Linked DNA regions of Mus musculus: region 2 is linked to region 1. The links are chromatin contacts, called in public HiChIP or PLAC-seq maps. All regions are on one chromosome and are shown on one strand. Each heading gives the region's core, a stretch centred on a gene start, on an enhancer-like site or on the middle of the called end of the contact. The rest is flanking DNA. Distances are from core to core; before and after follow the strand shown. Region 1 has its middle 8.2 kb from the start of Gm30327. Region 2 overlaps Gm46165 (a long non-coding RNA gene).

The links. HiChIP or PLAC-seq counts read pairs in DNA pulled down with a chosen protein or histone mark.
Region 2: a contact with region 1 is called in an H3K27ac HiChIP or PLAC-seq map of extraembryonic endoderm stem cells. The contact joins two enhancer-like sites. A contact is called at or near these places in 4 of 115 datasets of contacts at active chromatin or transcription factors (embryonic stem cells, extraembryonic endoderm stem cells, microglia and 1 more).

The regions. Positions count from the first base shown.
Region 1 is chr1:153,979,277-153,986,819 of GRCm38.p6, forward strand. No RefSeq gene overlaps it. Among named protein-coding and RNA genes, the nearest start is that of Gm30327, 8.2 kb to the right of the region's middle. Within about 2 kb of position 1,930, at least 44 of the 459 cell types and tissues checked have an H3K27ac peak or open chromatin away from gene starts, as enhancers often do. A contact at or near this core is called in extraembryonic endoderm stem cells and microglia, where this site is marked.
Region 2 is chr1:154,086,723-154,093,735 of GRCm38.p6, forward strand. All of the region lies in intron 1 of Gm46165 (a long non-coding RNA gene), which reads left to right. The region is part of intron 2 of LOC108167736 (a long non-coding RNA gene); the gene reads right to left. Among named protein-coding and RNA genes, the nearest start is that of Gm46165, 27 kb to the left of the region's middle. Within about 2 kb of position 3,434, at least 20 of the 459 cell types and tissues checked have an H3K27ac peak or open chromatin away from gene starts, as enhancers often do. A contact at or near this core is called in extraembryonic endoderm stem cells and microglia, where this site is marked.

The DNA of each region.
Region 1 (7,543 bases), core at 680-3,179:
TCTGATAGGATAGCAGCAGCCTTCGCCTACCGTCTCAGTCAGGGCTTCTACTGTCGTGATAGAACATCGAGAGTAGAAGCAATATGGGGGAGGAAATGGTTAATTTTATCCTACAGCTTATAGTCCATCATCCCGGGAAGTCACGGGAGGAACTCAAGCGAGGTAAGAAACTGGAGGCAGGAACTGATGTAGAGGTCATGGAGGAGTGCTGCTTATTCGCTTGGTCCCTCTGGCTTGCTCAGCCTGCTTTCTTAAACACCCCAGAACCACCTGTCTAAGGGTGGCACCATCCACAACAGGCTGGGCCCTCCTACACCAACCACTAAGAAAATGCCCTATAGATTTGCTGCTTAGAGGCCAATCTTCTGGAGGCACTTTCTCAGCTAAGATTAACTCTCCCCAGATATGTCTAGGTTTGTGTCAAGCTGACAGTTCTGACCAGCACACCTACTGAGTGCCAAGCGCATGTCAGTAGGGAACGTAGACCCTCTCGCTGTTTCTCACAACTGTGCATGGTGGAGCTGGGACAGCCTGCGTTACAGAGGTTTGCCCAGCTAAAACTCATGCCAGACTTTTGCCGAGTGCCTGGTTCTCAAGTTCGTGTTCTTGTCACATCACAGTGCCAGAGCAAACGTGTCGTTGCCATGGAATGGGTGCGTGACAGGTTACATTTTGCCAAGGTACTTTTTTTTTTTATTATATATGGGTCAAATCTTTATTAGAAAACTTGGGGACAACAAGGACCAAAGAGCAGATGGTGTCATATCCAGCAGGGAATCATAACAGCTCTGAATCCTCCAAGACTTGATGAACCCTCCTGAATCTTTAACTTTAATTAGCTAGGCATTTTGTTTCTGGATCCTAAGTATGGGGTCTTGCACATGCTAGGCAAGCACTCTAGCAATGCGTTACAGCCCCAGATCTTCTGTTCTGTTTTGATTTTAAGAAAGGCTCTCACTAGGATCGTTGGGCAAGCCTTCAATTCACTGTGTAGCCTAGGAAGAGTTAATTCAAGGCCAGGCCAGTCTGGAGTCTGGGGCACATAAAGAATCAATCTCTCTCTCTCTCTCTCTCTCTCTCTCTCTCTCTCTCTCTCTCTCTCCTTCCCCCCTCTCTCTCAATTCTTTTGGTTTGGTTTGGTTTGGTTTGGTTTTGTTGTTGTTGAGACAGCCCTTCTGGCTATCCTGGAACTGCTCTGTAGACCAGTCTAGCCTCAAATTCAGAGATCTGCTTCCGGAGCCCTGGGATAAGGTATATGCCACCACTGCACCGCTGGAAGACCCTGTTTCAAAATAAAACACATGTATGAGTGCAAACATACACACACACACACAACTTTACATGTACAGTTTAACCTGTCACTATTCCTTAATTATCATTTCCTGAGGACTCTACAGGATGATAGTGGGAAAAGTGGGCAGTTCACCCCATGAGATTAGCCATACGATCTCGCTGCCTCTGTCTCTCAAGTGCTAAGCTTGGTCTGTTGCCACGTTTCTACACCTGCCCTTCTCTCTCCTGTATTCTGACAGCTTCTCTCCTCAGAAACCTTACCTTCTCGCCCCTACTTTAGAATTCCTCAAGAGACAACAGGCAATATGGGGTGTGGGCGGCGTGAGGATGGGCATGCTCAGTCACTCTCTGCCATGCCAGGAGTCTAGCACAAGCTCTGGTGTCTGTCCTGTCCCCACCATGTCCTACCCTAGCTTCCTCTGAGACCTCATAAGTTAGTTCCCTTTCCAAAGCTGGGGTGTGACTGTCACTGGGCCAGCCGGCCACAGCTGCAGGCCCTGGGGAAACAAGCTCAGTTGAGGATGACACAATGAGTGTGGGGTGGGGGCTGGAGGCTGAGGCAGGAGATAAAACAGAAAGACAGAAACAGTCAGGCAAAGAATAGGAGGCGTAGGAGTCCCTGAGTTGAGCTGGGGGGCTGACCTGCCTTGGAAACCTGCCAGCTCCCGACTTGGAGCAGTTTCCGTGCTATAGCAGACAGCTCCCTTTTGGCTTCTTTACTTGGCCTCCCTCTGATTCCCTGAACATCTCTGGAGCATGTTCTGAGGGGTAACCTGTGCTTGTGGGGTCCTTGGGTGCCTGGGTCTGTCTCTGAGTTTGCTTTCTGCAGACCTGAGTGAACAATCTCTCATGTGGCTTTCAACTCACCCTCTGTCCTCGGTTAAAGTTAAGGTCTTCACTGGAGCCTGTGTCTCAGGCTAGCAGTAGCTGAAGGCCTTTGTACCAACTGTCCAGTTTCTCTCCCTTCCCGATCCCCTCCCTCCTCCTCCTCCTCCTTCTTCTTGGGTTTTCTTGTATTTCATTAGGTTTTATTTTGAAACAGGGTCTTACTACATAGTTCAAGCTGGCCTGGAACTCACTGCGTAGCCCAAGCTCGCCTAAAATTTGTGGCGATCCTGCCTCAGCCTTTCAAATGCTGGCATTACAGATATGAGTCATTGTGTTTGTCTCTCAGCTTTCGCTGAGATTTCCTGATGTGATGGCGTCATGAGGAAACTTATTCTGCATTTGGAAAACGGACTTGACAGGTGATTCCTTCCACCCATGCTAAGATCCACTCTTGCTCATAGTAAACCATGGGACAGCACAGACACAAGGAAAAGGGGCCCCGAATCTGCAGCTTAGAGACAACCTCTCTGGCACCTTGGTGAAATTTCCTGTGCTCTTTCTTCAATGACTGGTCTTGCCTCTATCTCTTATTTGATGTCCAATGCACTGGCATTCCCTTCTGGGTACTTGTCATGAGAATGGACTCCTAAGGCAGCGGTCAACATTTCAAGAACAGACACTTGCTTTCTGAGACTCAGGCAACATTCTTAGCTAGAGTTAATTATGAATTAGCATCGAGAACCGGTACCTCTTCATCCAACCTCCACACATCAGGCAGGCAGAAGGAGCAGACTCCCCGGTGAGATCTGTAGGCAGTGTGGGGCAGGATACCCGGGATGAGAGGTGGACATAGAAGGATGCTTTGTATCTATCTGCTCACTGTCTCTCTGGATCTGTCCCCACCTTTGACCAGGGAGCTTCCATTGGAAAAGAGTATCAGCCAGTTACCTGACAACTGAGACCAAGGCTCAAAACTAAGTGGGTATATGCTTTGTTTGCTTTGGAGACAAGGTTCTTTTATGTAGCCCTAACTGGCCAGGAACTCACTATATAGACCAGGCAGGCCCAGAACTCACAGAGATCAGCCTACCCCTGCCTCCCATGTGCTGGGATTAAAGGCGAGTCCTCGACACCTGGCTTGGGTGTATTGTTGATGCTAAAGAAGACAAATGGTTTATCCCTGAGCTCTGCAAAGGCCATTCCTGTAGTGGCGGTGTGATTCTCAGTTCCCAGGGACAGAGTTCTTGCAATATTAGATGTTATTAGGAATAGAACCAGACAGGAGAATGAGGGTATAGATGAGAACAGCCACTAGCTATTCTTCAGGAATGGGTTCAAGAGCCAGGTGTCTTAGATTTGGGGTTCATCAGCCCACTCTGGAAGGACTGGGAGTACCACAAGCAGGGAAGAAGTCCATGATTCACCAAAGACTGATACCCTGGACTCAAAAAATATGTCAATGCAAAGAGTGTTTTATTCTGTAGAACTCCAGCATCCTGGGGTCTCCCATTACCAAGATAGAGAGACAACCAAGTGAGCTCGTAGGCCTGACTCAAAGCACGTTAGGGGAAGTCCAGGGTAGGTGGACTTTGCCTTACCCTATCTCTAGGCATTCCAGAACCGTTCCTGGGGAGGAAGGGGTAGTGGCTGGAAACTGTTGATGAGGAATCCCCGGGGTAGGTGGGCTTTGTCTTATTCTATCTCTAAGGACATTCCATTATTCAGAGTGGGGGTTGGCTGGAAACTGCTGACCCATTGTTTTTGCTTCAGGCCAGGTGATAGGGGCAGTTTCTGATGGCAGGGAGTTTCTGACCAGCTGCCTAAAGTCTGGATTTTTAGGCTTAATCTCCTGAACCGCCAATTTGATGCCTGTCAAGGAGTCAGCTTGTCTCTTCAGAACAATAGATGGTGTAATCAACTCTAGCTAGGTCAGATTAAGCCAACTTCAAGACTTCCGCAGCAAGGGAGCATGCCCAGAGCGCTATTACCTGATTTTCCCTAGTGTACTATTCAGCTTTAGGGGTACTTAAACCCTTATGTTTGCTTTTTGCATCTTATACATCTACTTAGATTAAAAACTAAGTTCAATGAGCTTGTGAGAAAAGCCTGGTCCTTTAATGGGAAGGCCCACCCTGGAGCTGGCACAGGGGAGGGAACAACAAGAGTATAAGATCCCATGCCTTGGTTTGGTCTGCCGTATTTCTAAAGGGTGTGTCCTTGCTTCCCTACTTGCTGGACTTAAATTCTTGGATGTCTGACCAATTTCTGTGTCCTGCCTGAACACTGTTCTTGGGGGGAAATCACAAAAATCAAGAAGGCTGCTAGAGACCTGCTCATAACAGGGACAGACAGTGCCATCTTTAGGACTGAAGGGACGAGGTCAGGAATGAAAGAGAAGGTGAGAAACATCCCAGCACCTCTGGATCCCAGCACCTCTGGATCCCAGCACCTCTGGATCCCAGCACCTCTGGATCCCAGCACCTCTGGATCCCAGCTCCTGACTTCTTTGGATCTGACTGGTCCTAGTCCTCTCTTATTTCCTCCTCAGAGTCTGGTGGTGATAAAGGCACCTTTTCCCTTTTGTAATTTGGGCCTTAGTTACTTTTAGCCTTAGGAATCTCAATAGGTCCTGAATTGGCCTGGAGAAAGGAGGAAAGGAGGGGAAAAACAAAAAATAAAAACCAAAAAACCAAAAAACCAAACCAAAACAAAAAAAGAGCAAGATCAGCAAGATTAAGGGCTAAAAGGGAACACGAAAACACAGGGAGCATCCATTCACAAACTGCTTTGTCTACTATACTATAGGTCTTTGAAAGAACTTGGAGCATAAAACTAGAGTCCCGGCTCCACTTATAGGGCAGGATGTGGCAGAGCATTTGCTACTGTGATGGCTTCTAAAAAACTTCATAGGATGTCCAGTTGATCTTAGCCTTTAGCACTGTTGAGATAAAGACTGTGCTGGGCGTGGTGCCACACACCTTTAATTCCAGCACTTGGGAGGCAGAGGCAGGCAGATTTATGAGTTCAAGGCCAGCCTGGTCTACAGAGTGAGTTCCTGGACAGCCAGGGCTTCACAGAGAAACCCTGTCTTGAAAAAGAAAAAAGAAGAAGAAGAAGAAGAAGAAGAAGAAGAAGAAGAAGAAGAAGAAGAAGAAGAAGAAGAAGAAGAAGAAGAAGAAGAAGAAGAAGAGGAGAGAGAGAGAGAGAGACTGTATGTGTAGATTTGGTGTGTCAGTAGGGCTAGATCCTAGCTGTCATTCCTTTATTGCTGCCTGCCTTCAGGCAGAAGCACATCTCTATGTTTAGATGCATGACCATGTGCCAGATAAATGATGTATCTATCATTCAAGAACCATGTGTTCATTGCTGGACCTTAGATGATAGCAGAGCATTAAAAAAAAAATTCCTATCACCATTGGCTCTCGTACCCATCCTAAGAACACTTAGTTAAATGTTCATGTTAATGGTGATGTAACACACTGAGCACACGTGCAGAAGTATAGCAGTATAGAGTCTGTCAAAGAGGCAGTGGGTCATGGGACTCAGAAATGGGAATGTCCAATTTTATTATAGAATAGGGTCACAGAGAAATTCACTGTAGAAGGAGATGTTCATTTCAGCTGGACTGTCAAAGACGTGTGAGATAAATCATAGGTGTAAAAGGCAGAAGGAAGTTTTGAGGCTAAGGAAAGGAAATGTTGCGGATTTCATGAAAATAAAACACGCAATGGGTCCCAAGAAGTGTCTTTGAAGGTAGCTTTAAAGGAGGGATAGTGCTCATAGTGATGAGCACAGTCATGAGAAGGGCTGTCAGGAAGAAACTCAGCCAGGGTCCTGAGGGCAGGTCTCCAGGTGGAGGCAGCACAGAGGAGCTCAGCACATGAAGAAGAAAAAGCAGGAGAGGGATCCCCAGCCAGGCACACCAGGGTTCACCCCCCAATTCCATCTCACTCTTGCTGATTTTGAATAGGTGAGCAAAGTCTTTGAATCCCACTTTTATAGCACATAAACTGAAGATAGTTGCCTTTCTGAAGGAGGTGCAATTTAAGGAATGCCATGATCAGAAGGTGCTGACCATGCCGGGCATGGTGGCGGACGCCTTTAATCCCAGTACTTGGGAGGCAGAGTTCTAAGCCAGCCTGGTCTACAAAGTGAGTTCCAGGACAGCCAGGGCTACACAGAGAAACCCTGTCTCGACCCCCCCCCCACCCAAAAAAAAGAAGGTGCTGATCAAGTGCCCAGTGTAGACCCTTCATCAATATTGCTTTTCCTTTATTCCTTTAGGTGGGACAAATGAAGAAACAGGGTTAAACATTAGGGCGTTCTCTAGGCTGGCAAGATGGGTTAGTAGGTTAGGGTGTTTGCTGCCAAGTCTGATATCTGAGTTCCATCCGCAAGATACACAGAGTGGAAAGATAGAACTGATTCAAGGAAATTGCCCTCTGACCTCCACATGCTCTGCCCTCTGCATGCTTGCAGAAACCCTAAGTAAACAAAAACAAACATTTAAAAAAGTTTTCTAGCGCCATTCCTTTGACAAACAGCTATTGATCATCGTCGATCAGATGTTAGACCCTGAGCTAGATACTGGAGGAGATATAAAACGCCACCTCTCACAGACAGCATGAAGTCGTTGGAGGTTTGATACACCAGAGATCAAAAGTCAAGAAGGGTCCAAGTTATGAAGCTGGAGAGGATGCTCAGTGCTTAAGAACACTGGCTGCTCTCACAGAGGACCAGGTGCGGTTTCTAGCACCCACATGGCAGCTCATAAGTATATGTAATTCCAGTTCCAAGAGAACTGGTGCCCTCTTCTGAGAGCATAGGCAGGCACATGGTAAAATACACACATGCAGGCAAAACATAATACACATAAAGTAAAAGTAAAATAAGTCTTTGAAAAAGAAACTGTTGCAAGATTGTGCCTGAGTGGGAAAAAGACCTTCCAGGCCATGAGTTCTGGGCATCACCTGCTGCATGCAGGTTCAGAGAGAGTGAGAGCATGTGCTAGGAAGGCCTTGAGAAACAGGAGAAACAGGAGTCAGAGCTGGAACATGGATGGCTAGGACTTGGCAAGGCAGAGAGGGAAGGAGTTACATTCAAAGGCAGACAAAATGAAGCAAAAGGAAAACCCAGCTGGGAGTGAGAGGAACGTAGGCACGAGCCAGTGTGATTGCAGAAAGGAATCCTAGGAGGTGAGGAGGGAAAAGATGATGGCTTCAGGCTCGGGGAAGAACGGGGAGTCAGGTTAAGAACTTCAGATTATAGGCAAGGTCTCCTTCACTGTGTATTCGGAGCCACACAAGCTTGTCCCACCCCTACCCAGCATTTTTAAAATGTCACTTATTCCACAGCATTTACATCTGGCCGGCACTATTTTCTTCGCTGTATGTATGTGTCATACGCATACTGTGCCCTAAGC
Region 2 (7,013 bases), core at 2,184-4,683, 110 kb after region 1:
ATGACAGGAAGACTGGAGGGACTCAGAAATCTGCTGGGACTGTCTGGTGGAGTTGTCAAGGATACCTGCCTCTGTTGTTCTGGTCTCTCATGGATATTGCTTGAGATTATCTGTGTATTAGCCATTTCACAGACTGGAAGAAAGGCTAGTCTTTGCATCCTGATCACAGAGGTAATCCGTCATCATAGTTTATTCTATGGGGCCAAATCTTGCTCATCCCCTCAGGTGGCTGGATGAAAACCTCTGTGTATCTGGAGCTGACCCTTTGGTACCTTTTAGCTCATGTCATAGCTCATGTCAAACCTCTGTTTCTTCTCAGAAGTGTTCTCGGTTTGACAATAAATAATAAGACACTCTATTTATTCACCTTCTTTCTAGCCATGGCTAATCAATCAGAACTTTATGGAGGAATTGAGTTGTATAGGTAGATAACAGTTACTAGGGATTGCTTATTCTAAAGTCAACAAAATCTGTATTTTAGCCAAAGCAATATATTTCATGTGTTTTAAAGGCCATTGGGACTATAAAGGTAAAATAAAATACAATTTCCTATCAGTTTGTTCCTATTTCTTCATAAATTTGTCACCTGCCTTCTAAACAATGCATTGTTTTTTTTTCATTTTAGCATTTTATATCCTCTGTTGATTTCAATGATAGAGTGGTAGAATCATATACTTCAAAATTTGTATATACTGGCAGAAGCCTAGGCCTCCAATCTGACTGTGTTTGGAGACAGTGCCTGTGAAGTGGTACTTAGGGTCATGAGAGGGGGATTGCCATCTCACAAAACCAGCATCTTTGTAGGAGGAGGAAAAGGAACCAGAATTTCCCCGGTGCCAAGGTATAGAGAAATTTTAATCCAGCAACATGTCTGCTCTGGCAAGGGATCCCATCCAAAGACCTCCTAGGTCTGTGTGGTCTAGGAACGACACAGCTTTAATGCTCTAGCTGGAATGCAGGCATGTCCTTAGTATACACCTGTACTCCCTAGCAATGAAGGTAAAATCAGTTTGTAGAAGGAAGTAGCCATGTTTGAAAATGGTGTCTAGTTGAGGGGCAGACAAAGTGACAAATCAGAAACATTGGACAGAATGAGTCAGAGATAGGATATGCCCAGCTCTCAGGAGAAGTTAGAAAAGAGAGGCTATTTAAGAGAGCAGCACAAAGGGAGAGGAGAGAGAGAGAGAGAGAGAGAGAGAGAGAGAGAGAGAGAGAGAGAGAGAGAGAGAGAGAGAGAGAGAGAGAGAGAAAGAGAGAGAAGAGAAGAGAAGAGAAGGAGAGAGAGAGAGAGGGATTGCAGTTCAGTGAGTGTAGTTTAGCTGAGTTCAGGCAGTGCAGTGGAGTTCAGTTGAGTTCAGCTCAGTGCAGTCCAGTTTGTGGATTTCAAAGGCAGTTTTCCAAGGAGAGCAATTGAGTGAGAATCCGAGAGAACCAGTTTGAATCAGTCAGCTTGGAGAGGAGTTTGAGCAAGAACAGCTGAGTTGAACCAGCCAGCCAGAGTTTAGAAAGAACTGGAAGGATGAGGCTTTGGGGTTTTTGTTTTATTTTGCTTTTTTCTGCAGTAAGCCTCTGAGGTGACCCTATACAAACATGCATACACATGTGCATTCGTGTGCGCACACATACACACACACACTCTTCAGCTCATCATTTTCTTCTGATCCTAATACTTCTTACCTAGTGACTCTTCCAGACTCATTTTTATTTTGTTCTTAAGATTTTGGGTGTAAGGGATTTATTTTTAAAAACCTAAAGCCAGGTATGGGGGCTCATGACTATAGTCCTAGAACTCAGTGCTCAATCAGGAAGATTACCGAAAGTTTGAGACCAGCCTGGTTTATATAATGAGCACTATGCTATCCTTGACCAGGAGTGAGACCTTTTCACAAATAACAACAAAACCTTCTTCCAGACCTGTGAGTGGGGTTTAGAATAGTGCTTGCATGTTCCAGCCACCATGTTTAGAGAGCTCAGTAGCATTCTTGTGGTATTTTTCTACCATCATGTCTGGCCTGTCTGCTCCTGCTTTGCACGATCACTGAGAGATGAAGTGAGTCGTGAAGCAGCATGTGTGCCATCTCTTGCCTCGCCTGAAAAGCTTTGCAATGATCACTCCACTTCTTCATCTGTGATATTTTTAGGTCCTGAATTTGGCTGATGGATGAGCTGATCTGGTGTCCTTTTAGGCTGCATTTCCAGCTCCATGGCACTTAGCTAAGACATATCACTTTGGTACAAGGCATGGTACACAGCGGACTTTACCCAGATCCTCAGTTCCCAGCAGCTCACCCTTTTCATTCTGTAGTGGCCATAGAGATTCTAAATGGACACTTAGGTATCTATCTATCTATCTATCTATCTATCTATCTATCTATCTATCTATCCATCTATCTCTATCTATCTGACTTACATTCCAGTGAGGACACTGACTTAGTCAGAGTTTCTATTCCTGCACAAACATCATGACCAAGAAGCAAGTTGGGGAGGAAAGGGTTTATTCAGCTTACACTTCCATACTGCTGTTGGTCACCAAAGGATGCAGGACTGGAACTCAAGCAGGTCAGAAAGCAGGAGCCTATGCAGAGGCCATGGAGGGATGTTCTTTACTGGCTTGCTTCCCCTGGCTTGCTCAGCCTGCTCTCTTATAGAACCAAGACTACCAGCCCAGAGATGGTCCCACCCACAAGGGGCCTTTCCCCCTTGATCACTAATTGAGAAAATGCCTTACAGTTGGATCTCATGGAGGCATTTCATCAACTGAAGCTCCTTTCTTCATGATAACTCCAGCTGTGTCAAGTTGACACAAAACTAGCCAGTACAGACACCAAATAGCTTCTCAAGAGAAGAAATGAAATTCTCCCCACCTTCATAATGATATTCACTTTGGACAAGCAGCAGGAATGGTATTATAGAATATTATTTTGTTGGTTCACTTGTTGCATAGCTCCAAATAATTTTCTACTGAATTTATTTTGAAAAACTTCATTTAGTAAAGCCTATATTCCAGACATTAATTAGTAGATGAAAGTGACAGTTGACATTTATAACCTACTATCTATATCCTGCATGTCTGTACAAGGTAACTTCTAATTCTGCTTCTGGTCCTGTTAAGGTTCTCATTTTAGGCACCTGTCTATCTGTCTGTCTGTCTGTCTGTCTATGTATCTATCTGTCTATGTATTTATCATATATAAAAAAATAAGAGACATAAGAGACAGTTAAGGAACCTGCTTAGTCTATCTCACTGGGATGATTTTGCTCTCCCTGCCCCCTTTTAACTTTTGGCAACCACTGGAGCCAGTTTCACTTCTCAAGACTGGTGAGGGGACTGTACTGTAAGGCATGAGGATGGTGCCAAATACCCTACGGCTCATAGAACTGCCACTGCAAACAATTATCCAACTCCAAGTATCAACAGTACTGCTACTAGTCAGTTCGTGGAAATCTTCTGGCAACTCTTACTGAGTCATCCACGAACACTTGGTGTATACTGACCTAATCAGGTTAAGGCAAAAAGAAGAGAGCTTTGGAAATGGCCATTTTCATTTGCTATTTCCTGCTAGGGAAATGAAAAAATATGTTGCCTGACATGTCTGGTATGAATCAATTGAAGAGAAAGAGCCATCCCATGAAGCAGGAACTCAGGACGGCAGATGAAGGTAGAGAGACAGACCTGTGTCCTTGGGAACACAACTGACTTTCACTGAACCATATCTTTCCTGGAACCTAAGCTGTCCCTAGGCTTCAGGCTATGTAAGATAACACATCCATGTTATTTAAGGCTGCTGGAGAGGGAGTTTTTGGTTCCAGACAGCTGGGACTGCCATAGCCAACTTGTGTTGCCAATCACAGGAGATTTCTCAGAAAGTTTAACAGAGATTGGGTCACATGATAAGATTGTTTCACCCTTCCGGTTAAACCTTGACTCGGGAGATTAGGAGACTCTGTCCTTAGTTTGGTTCTCCTACTGTCTAAATGAATGTTCACAAAGTAGAGACTTAATCAGTGAGCTGGTAGTTAGAGGACAATCCCACGGGGCAGTGAGGAAGAAGGGGAGGCCAGGGGGGCTGATCTCAGTGTGATTAGAGAAGTGGAATATTATCTGAAAGGATAGGTGCTGTCTCAGGATCCCCAAGACCAAGTTCTCAGTACAAAGATGTATTTGCCTCAGAGGGACAAACGGCAGGAAATAAGAGACAAAGGCAAGAGATAGAGGAAGCGGGAGAAGAGGAAGGGAACAAAGGAGAGGGTGGGAAGAGGTATTTGTCTCAGTGGGACAAAGGACTGTCTCTGGATAGAGAGGAGACAGATTGGCACATAGAAAAATGGCAGTTTATAAAGTAAAGAGGGAAAACTGTTAGGATGAGGTGTTTAATTTTAATTCAGCATTGTAGTTAGGTGAGCCAAAGGGGGCTTTTGGTTGCTAGACTTCAATACTTTGACAGGTGGACCTTGGTAGTCAGCCAGAGGAGGAAGAAGTAGTCAAATAAGGGAATAGACTTTGGTGTATCACTTTAGGAATGTAATCTAATGGCGTTAGGCAAGGTAAATGGAATGTGGAGAAGGTTAATGCCTGCCAGAGCCATGCTTTCAAGCTAGCTAAGGCCCTTTGTTATCCACATGGAAAAAGCACAGTGAGTTAAACTAATGACCTCTGGGTAAGGGTCATCTGTTTGCTGGGTGTAGGAGATGGATTTTGTGGTGTGAAGAAAATGCTACCCCACCACCCCAAGTCTCAGGTATTTGAATACTTGGTCCTCAGTCGGTAGTCCTGCTTGGGAAGGCTTAGGAGCAGTGGACTTGCTGGGAAATATGTCCCTGGGACAGACTTTGAGAATTTAAAAGGCACGCACATGATTTGCTAGTGCACTCTCACTACTTCTTGTTTGCAGCTCAAGAGGTGAGCTCTCAGCTTCTGCTCCAACTGTCATGACTGCCTGTCACCATGCTCCCCCCACCCCCAGCCCCACACCCTGATGGTGATGGACTCTTATCCTTCTGTAAGCCCCAAATAAATCCTGGCTTCTGTAGTTGCCTTGGTCATGGTGTCTCATCAGAGCGATAGAAAAGTCACCAGTCCATGGAGTTACTTGAAGGAGCTGGTCTCAGAAATACTGTCCTCAGCTATGTTGTGTTGAGGGAATTGAAAAGAAAAAGGGGGGAGAGGTATTTAAGCCTTGCCCCAGCCTAAAGTGCTGCCTCTGAATCAAAGACAATGGTGTCCTTCATTGTTTGGTACTCATATAACACCTCATGAGTCCCAGTGGTGACTACTTCTATATTTATTCTAGAAGCAACTAGAATACACACACACACACACACACACACACACACACACATAATAATATATATATTGCTGTTAGCCAAGTACCTGCATGAGGTAGATGAGAGGTAGACTGTGATGGTTTGTATATCACAGTCCAGGGAGTGTCACTTTTAGAAGATACTGCCCTGTTAGAGTAGGTGTGGCCTTGTTGGAGTAGGTGTGTCACTGTGAGTGTGGGCTTTAAGACCCTTATCCAGATGCCTGGGAGCCAGTATTCTCCTAGCACCTTCAGATGAAGATGTAGAACTCTCAGCTCCACCTGCACCATGCCTGCCTGGATGCCGCCTTGGTGAAAATGAACTCTGAACCTGTAAACCAGCCCCAATTAAATGTTCTCCCTTACATGTTAAATGTTGCCTTTGTCATGGTGTCTGTTCACAGAAGTAGAACCCTAACTCAGATAGAGACCCACTTATCGGTATGAGTGACCAGAATGACCCTTCCTGTCATTTGATTCATCTGTAAGAGATAAGGAGTGGAATGTGAGAAACGTTGCCTTAAAGGGTTGAGGGTGCCTTAGGTAAATATGCTGACTGATTCTCTTTTTTTAACATACTTTTTATTAGGTATTTTCCTCATTTACATTTCCAATGCTATCCCAAAAGTCCCCCATACCCTTCCACCCACTCCCCTACCCACCCACTCCCACTTTTTGGTCCTGGTGTTCCCCTGTACTGGGGCATATAAAGTTTGCAAGTCCAATGGGCCTCTCTTTCCAGTGATGGCCGACTAGGCCATCTTTTGATACATATGCAGCTAGAGTCAAGAGCTCCGGGGTACTGGTTAGTTCATAATGTTGTTCTACCTATAGGGTTGCAGTTCCCTTTAGCTCCTTTGGTACTTACTGTCTCTAGTTCCTCCATTGGGGGCCCTGTGATCCATCCAATAGCTGACTGTGAGCATCCACTTCTGTGTTTGCTAGGCCCCAGCATAGTCTCACAAGAGACAGCTATATCTGAGTCCTTTCAGCAAAATCTTGCTAGTATATGCAATGGTCTGACTGATTCTCTTAACAGCTACATCACAGTAGGGAATGTCCTGGAATCGGCACAGACAGGCATTGTTGTCTTTCAAAAGTGAATTCTCAGTTTGGTTTCTGAACTCTGGAAAATGTAATTATTTCAGTATAAGCTACAGCAAGAAACTGGTGTTGTAATAACGCATGGGACTGGCCACTGTAATAAATGGGCTTCCCTTATGACCTCGGTGGTTATCAGTATCAGGTTATCCTGGTTTTGACCATGAACAGTTGTGAGCACAGTGCCATGAGGGTACCTTCCTTTAAGACCTCTGTGACATAAGCAAAGAAAACAACAACCAAGAAAGCCAATGGCTGTTCCCAATTATTGATTTTCCCAGTTTCCTGGGACACAGAGAAAGCAAATGTATCTTGTGAGTAATTGTGAGACCATTGGGAACCAGGCGTGCTCTGGAAAGTCCAGGTTAGGTCGCACGTGAGCACAAACACTGCCTGATGTTGCTCTTTAAGTGGTTGCAAATCCACAGACTCCTCTCCTTGCAGAAATGCTTACCAGGACCACAGAGTTTCCTGTTTTTGCCTCTTCCCCCAATTGCCCAAGTTAGGTTTAATTTGATTATTCTTTCTAGTGGCATCCACGGAGGGCAAGCTTTGCTGACATCCAGGCTCATTCTTTCTACGGAGGAGCAGCTGTGTGATCTAAGCTTT